2 separate regions of the Danio rerio genome follow, and region 1 is linked to region 2. The links are chromatin contacts, called in public Hi-C maps. All regions are on one chromosome and are shown on one strand. The core of a region is the stretch at or near the end of the contact, and the rest is flanking DNA. Distances in the headings are between cores, read along the strand shown.

What was found. Hi-C and Micro-C count contacts between places; a contact is called where the count stands out from the background.
Region 1: a contact with region 2 is called in a Hi-C map of embryo, with 2.1 times the contacts expected there. The contact joins two enhancer-like sites. A contact is called at or near these places in 3 of 18 Hi-C or Micro-C datasets (caudal fin and embryo).

The regions. Positions count from the first base shown.
Region 1 is chr17:30,243,041-30,246,223 of GRCz12tu, forward strand. strn3 (striatin, calmodulin binding protein 3) reads left to right here. Exons shown (of 16, transcript NM_001013266.1): 16 at 1-1,032. coch (coagulation factor C homolog, cochlin (Limulus polyphemus)) reads right to left here. Exons shown (of 12, transcript NM_001003823.1): 12 at 2,027-2,257. The coding sequence ends at 2,085. Among named protein-coding and RNA genes, the nearest start is that of coch, 6.1 kb to the right of the region's middle. Within about 2 kb of position 1,616, at least 14 of the 62 cell types and tissues checked have an H3K27ac peak or open chromatin away from gene starts, as enhancers often do.
Region 2 is chr17:30,207,254-30,210,451 of GRCz12tu, forward strand. It overlaps strn3 (striatin, calmodulin binding protein 3), which reads left to right. Exons shown (of 16, transcript NM_001013266.1): 8 at 1,310-1,446; 9 at 1,799-1,974; 10 at 2,118-2,165. Among named protein-coding and RNA genes, the nearest start is that of strn3, 24 kb to the left of the region's middle. Within about 2 kb of position 1,373, at least 4 of the 62 cell types and tissues checked have an H3K27ac peak or open chromatin away from gene starts, as enhancers often do.

The sequences.
Region 1 (3,183 bases), core at 366-2,865, 36 kb after region 2:
CCTCCATTTCCCGCGGTTCTCCTTCACGAAGGTCTTGTGTATCCGGAAAGCCTGGATGAATGCTCTCCTTTACACTTACTACATTGCTTTAATGTTGTTTTATCATCACGTAACGGAGAGACTGTACGCCAGTAGAAGCACAGCGCGTGGTGACATGAGAGCTTATAGGAATCTACAAATAAACTGCAGCATCCTGTCACTATGTGATGTTTCTGTACACCTTACTGTAAAATGAGTTGAAGTATCACAAGTTAGAAATCCGAACGCTATTTATTTTCAGTCTGTGGATAGTCTTATCCTTTGTTGAGAGCGCATAGCTCGACGGTGACTACAATGTCGGGCTGTTGCTAACCAAACGGAACAGGTCATTCGATAAGTGAGATTAATGTGAAAGCTCTTTTTAAAACACGGTTTCTTAGTTGGCTAAAAATGGCGTTTAAATCACCTCACGATGCCGGAGATCAGGTGAGAACTGTTTTTAAAGTTAAAGGGATGGTTCACCTCTAAATGAAAATGCTGTTGTCGTTTACTCGCCTTCATGTCTCTATAAAGCAATATGACTGATTGTCATCTGTGCGACATAAAAGAAGCTATTTTGAAAAATGTCCTGAAACTTAGGATGCAAACATACCTTCTTTTGTGTGTGTCTGTTCCCGTGGAAAAGACCTTCATGTTGGTTTAAAACGACACGGGGGTGATTAAATGACGACGTCACATTTGGAATTTGAATAACATTTGCTTTGTGGTCCTTCTGCCCCCCAATCAATTTTTAAAGGAAACGATGCAGTTTATGGTGTAACAAAAGAACTTTTTGTTTGTGTAATGCATGATTAATACTAAAAAATAAAGTATTTTTTCTAGTCTTCCAAAAGTTCTGATCAGTTTGAAGAGTTTTGATGAGTTTTGTAAGGTTTTTGATTTACTACGAATCAACAGATTTTAAAGATTGTACCACATAGCAAAACAACTGTTGAAAAGTAATGTATATAAAATGTCTATAATAAATATTAAATGGTGTATCTGTATATGCAACATGCCCCCTGTCTCTATAATTAAGTCTGCATTTAATTTGAACTGCCAGGTCATTGGTGATGACGAATGAAGGATGCCAGTTTTAATAAAGATTGTGTTTCTAATCAGAGAGATGCAAATTGAACAAACCACCTGCTACATGAAGTCATACATGTGTTTCTTGAATATGCTGAGGTTTCTGATGAGGCTGGGCAGAAGAGGATGTTAAGCAGGTCAAGTTGTACAAACACCTTGTCCTTTATTGAGAAGAAAGTAATAAATTATAAACAAATGTACAAGCAGTTTGATGCCCCTCCTCGCATCTATTGTCATTCTGTGAGGCAGTAAAGCATGCATATCTAAAAAGTACACAGAAAATAGGCTCGATAAATAGATTAGTATAATTTAAGAAAAGGAAAATATAGATATATTTATAGTAAACACATTAACTTTTAACCATTATCCTCTTCTCACACACAGACACACTTGATTCTTTGCAAAAATGCGATGAATGTATTATTACAGTGCATGTATATTGGTGGTACCCCTGGGAAGGACCATATATAACCCAGATCTATGTGAACGAAAGCTTTGTTTTGTGTACTGCCATCAGAATGCGTTAGAGGGCGCTGCTTCACTGATAATCTTCGTGGCTGCTCTTGCTCACCATCTTGTTGCAAAACTGGAATTGAATCTTCAAGTTCTGAAATTATTCTAAAAGAGCCTTTTGTTACAGTGACCCCTCCACAGGAAAAAAGGCTTGCCAGAAGCAGCGAAAGAATGTGTTGTTGGTTTTTTTCAACAGAAACATAAAGAGAAAGACTACAAATCACAAATAATTACATTCTCCACATATAGAGAAGTTGACATACAATACTGTGTGATACATTCTCAAAAAAGCTGTAAAAACCTTTGGATCAAACATATCAATTCCTTTATATCAAAACCGTTCAAATCCCTTTTTCTACAAATCTAAAGACAAACGTGGTTTTCTTATTTACTCTGACACCTTTTTTTTTTTGTTGTTGTTCAATTTCTTCATATTCTTGCACTCAAGAAAATCTCAAAATTGTCTAATTGAACTCTGTGAAGTCCCTGCAGATGCCCCGGACGATGGGCTGCTGGAACTGTCCCAACCCGGTGAACTCGCGAGTGAAAAACACATGGCTCTCCTTGGGCTCAGACGCCATCGCCTTCAGATCTTCCATAGGAGCCCAAGCAACACCCACTGCGTAAACAGTGATTCCTGTTGAAGAAAGAAGAAAATATCACGGTCAGGATGACATTAGACATATTATCACCTTTGTTTTTTTTCTCCTGAATGTTCAAGATCACTCATTGTCAATCCTTGCTGACCATGAGGTCCCCCACCAGTACCTGCACCACCTCAGGGCCCTTCACAGTAAAAAAAAAAAAAAAAAAAAACGCTAGAATTTGTTTGCAACTCTTTCTTATACTTTAACATTTTTTATCTCGTTGGTCCCCCTGGACCTTCAGAGCCCCACGGATCCCTAGTTTTAGATCAGGGTTGTCCAATACTTCTCCAGGAAGAACAAGCTCTTTAACCAGCTTTAGCACACTTGCGAGGAGGTTTCTAGTGAGCCTAAGCACATTGATTAACTATTTCAGATGTGTTTTATTAAGGTTAGAGTTAACTGTGCAGACCCATGGTCCTTGAAGAACGTTTAGACTAGGGGTCACCAAACTTGTTTCTGGAGGGCCGGTGTTCTGCAGATTTTAGCTCCAACCCTAATCAAAAACACCTGAACAAGCTAATTAAGGTCTTACTAGGTATACTTGAAACACCCAGGCAGGTGTGTTGAGACAAGTTGGAGCTAAAACCTGCAGGGACACCGACCCTCCACGACTGTGATTGGTGACCCCTGCTTTAGACACTCCTGCGGTCAGTACTGATTTGCCCAATCTTGCTTGTGGAGAACCAGCAGTCTGCAGATTTTTATTTCATTTATTGCAGGACAGTTCCCCTTCAAAACCAGGGATGGCCAAGTTCGGTTATAATGAGGTACAGTCCTGAAGAGTTCCACTCCAACCTTAACCAACCTCCTAAATGGCAGACAGGTCAGATTTAATCAGAGTTGGATCAGAACCCTTCAGGGCTGTGGCTGTCCACTTTGACTACCCGATTCTAGAGGAAATGCCAATTCAAAGATG
Region 2 (3,198 bases), core at 123-2,622:
GATTTCCAGAAGAAATGTTATTTAAGTAGCATTTCAAACCACATATGAATGTTACTTGAATAGAGTTTGTAAATATGTTTTTTATTTTTATATTTACGTTCACAGTAAAAATAAGTGATTGTGGATAGCCGGGCAAGTTTTTATTGGTCAAAAATGATTAAGTAGTGTGGATACTAGCAGCTCATTTCCACTGATTGTTACGGTCCGGTATGGTATGATTCGGTATGATTCGGTATGCTTTTATGGCCATTTCCACTGTCAAAAAGTACCAACGAGCAAACCGTAGCGTACCACTTTTTAGGTACCCTTTTGGAAGGTTACCTATCACAACAAATGGGTTACAAAAGGTGGAGCAAGACGCACAGCTGAACGCTATTGGTTTACAGAGAAGCATCACTAGCTCATGTGCAAGCCAGGTGAATGAAAACAAAGGAAGCTTTTTTTTTTTTTTTTTAAACTGCCATGTTTACCTATTATCATTGCCTTCTCAACTATTAAGAACTCTAAATGATGGAATTACTTTCTAACAGAGGCTACATGTGCTAGTGAAGATTGAATATGCAGTTGAGAGGTCTGCACTGACTTTGGGCTATATTGTGTGTTGTTTTTGAACCCCAAATAAGGAAATGTATGCTGTGTGCCGTTATTTTTTAATGAGTAACATATCGGAGACTTGGTTTGTATGTTTTCATGCATGTTGCATTTATTTATTTTATATAATTGCAGATGTTACAGTAGGTTATTTCGCCTTATCATTGATCTGCCATCAATGTAACTGTAACAACTTGGTTTTAAAAAGAATTGTATTTGTGTAAATGACACTTTAGAATCCATTTTTGTGTTAGGCTCTGTTTTTTGTTGAGCTCATTACAATTGCATGCTCAAAGCTAGCTTTTTTTATTTTTTTTTTATTTTTTACTTTTAACCATTTCAAAAGTGGCAGAAAAATGGAAGCTTCAACTTTCTCTATTGTTATCCATTGTACCCTTGGCTTGCTTATTTTACACTGTTAGAGGATGGTAGATCATACTCCCAAAGATTATAAAAAGACCATAGATATATCCACCCATTACCTTCACCACAAAAAAATAGGGAAGTGGACAAAAGTGTTAGGTTAAAACACTGGGTAACAAGAAATGGATCTCATCTATCTCTAATCGACCCCTAATTGCCTCTTACCAGTGGCTTACAGATTTATTAAGCTGTTAACTGCTATAAAACATATTACTGTATTGCTTAAGCCCCGTTTTCCACTCCAAGGTGTGGCGCCTTGTTTACTGGGCCCTTCTCTTCTATTTTCTATTCTTAGCTGAGCCTCTGCCATTCACGCCTGGTGGGGGCAAGTCCTTTATCATGGGTTCTGATGACATGTTGGAAAGTGTGCTGGGCCTGGGAGACCTCGCCGATCTGACTGTTTCCAATGACGAGGCTGAATACAGCTATGATGTAAGTACCCAGACTGCTCCTCTGCTTTAATAATACTTTACACTGGCATTAATAAATAATAGCATCGACTTGAAAAACACTGTCTGATCCCCTGCTTAATTTTTAAATGCAGTATTGTTTAACTATCAGTTAATTGTTACACAAAACAAAGCCCATCATGTTTACTCAAATGTCTTGTACTATATTAGTTTCATTCTGTATAAAGGTTACAGAGAACATCAGTTGTTCATGCCTGGTGTGCTTTGCTGTGTACTCAGATAGGACAGCTATCCTATTCTCTTACTGTCAATCCTTAATGAATCAATCATTTCACAGTTATTCCAATGCCTTTAAAATGCCCCCCTATTTTTAGCTGCCAGCCAATAAGGATGCATTCAGGAAGACATGGAATCCCAAATATACCCTGCGTAGCCACTTTGATGGAGTGCGAGCCCTGGCTTTCCATCCTGTAGAGCCGGTGCTGGTCACAGTCTCAGAAGATCACACGCTCAAACTGTGGAACCTCCACAAGACCGTTCCTGCCAAAAAGTAAGTGCTCGCAGTGGCCTTCCAAGGAAAGCAATGTCCTGAGTTTGAATTAATGTTTTACATAGCCGCATTGATTTCAAAATGTTTTTTATCTGTAACAGCTCTAAATAAACCACTAAACACAGTTTTAACTTGCTTTGCAGAAGTGCCTCTTTTGATGTGGAGCCTATATACACGTTTAGAGGGCATATGTAAGTATTTGTTATTACCTTCTTTGTTTCACTTATTGGTTTTTGGTGTGTGATTTTGACCATAAAGTAACATCTTGATTTTTAGGCGAGGGTTATTAATTCAAGCGATTAGTTCAAAATGTCAGATTCATTTTGACCTGAAGCAAAGGACTGTCTTAATGAAGAGATTATTGAGTTATTAGCTCACTTGATTTGTTCATTCAGGGACAAAACCCTGCAAAATGTTCTCCTCCAACTTTTTTTCGAAAAAATTTCATTGATGTAGCAAAAAACATTGTGTCTGAAAGGTATCTCACTCAGGATTCTTGTGTGCTGAAAGTTTGATGCAAAATCAGCATCAAATTTCAAATCCACTCATACTTTCAACTCTCACCCATAATTTGTCAGTTATTCCTGAAATTAATGGCTCATTATAACGACATTCTAACAGGCTTCGTCACACTTTGATAACTTTTGTATTGTAATGACATGTATTGGAAGAATATGAGTAATTTTCCAGGGCTGGTTCACCATTATAAAAAAATTCAGTCGGTCTTTCATAATGTGTGAAACCGCAAACATCATGATTAAATGATAAAAGATATAAATGTAGCTATTTTGTTTTTGTTGTTTTTGAAGTGCCAAAATTTTATGAAGACTTATGCCTCATTCAAACTAACAGTGATTTTTTAGCTGCCTGTCGCTCTGGGTGGCGACCTGCTGCAAACACAGGTCTGTGTAGGTCAGGGCTATTCAATTGGCAGCCCGCAGGAAAAGTGTGACCAAGACATCAAAAATAAATTTAGTTTAGTCATAAAACGGTTACCATAGTTATGAAGTGACATGCGTCTGTTCAATACAGCACGAGCTGCAGTTGAAAACTGCGCAGAGCGTGAGTCACCTAACATAAGCAATTGCTGCAAGCAGCTGAAAATATTCAAGTGGTGCTCGCTGCAGAGCCATTTGAAGAGAGCTGAGCTCCAGCGAGGGGGAGCTTAAGCTTGAGCTCCACCTTTTTTGCACTTCTTCTACGAGTGATGTCACTGGGGGTAGG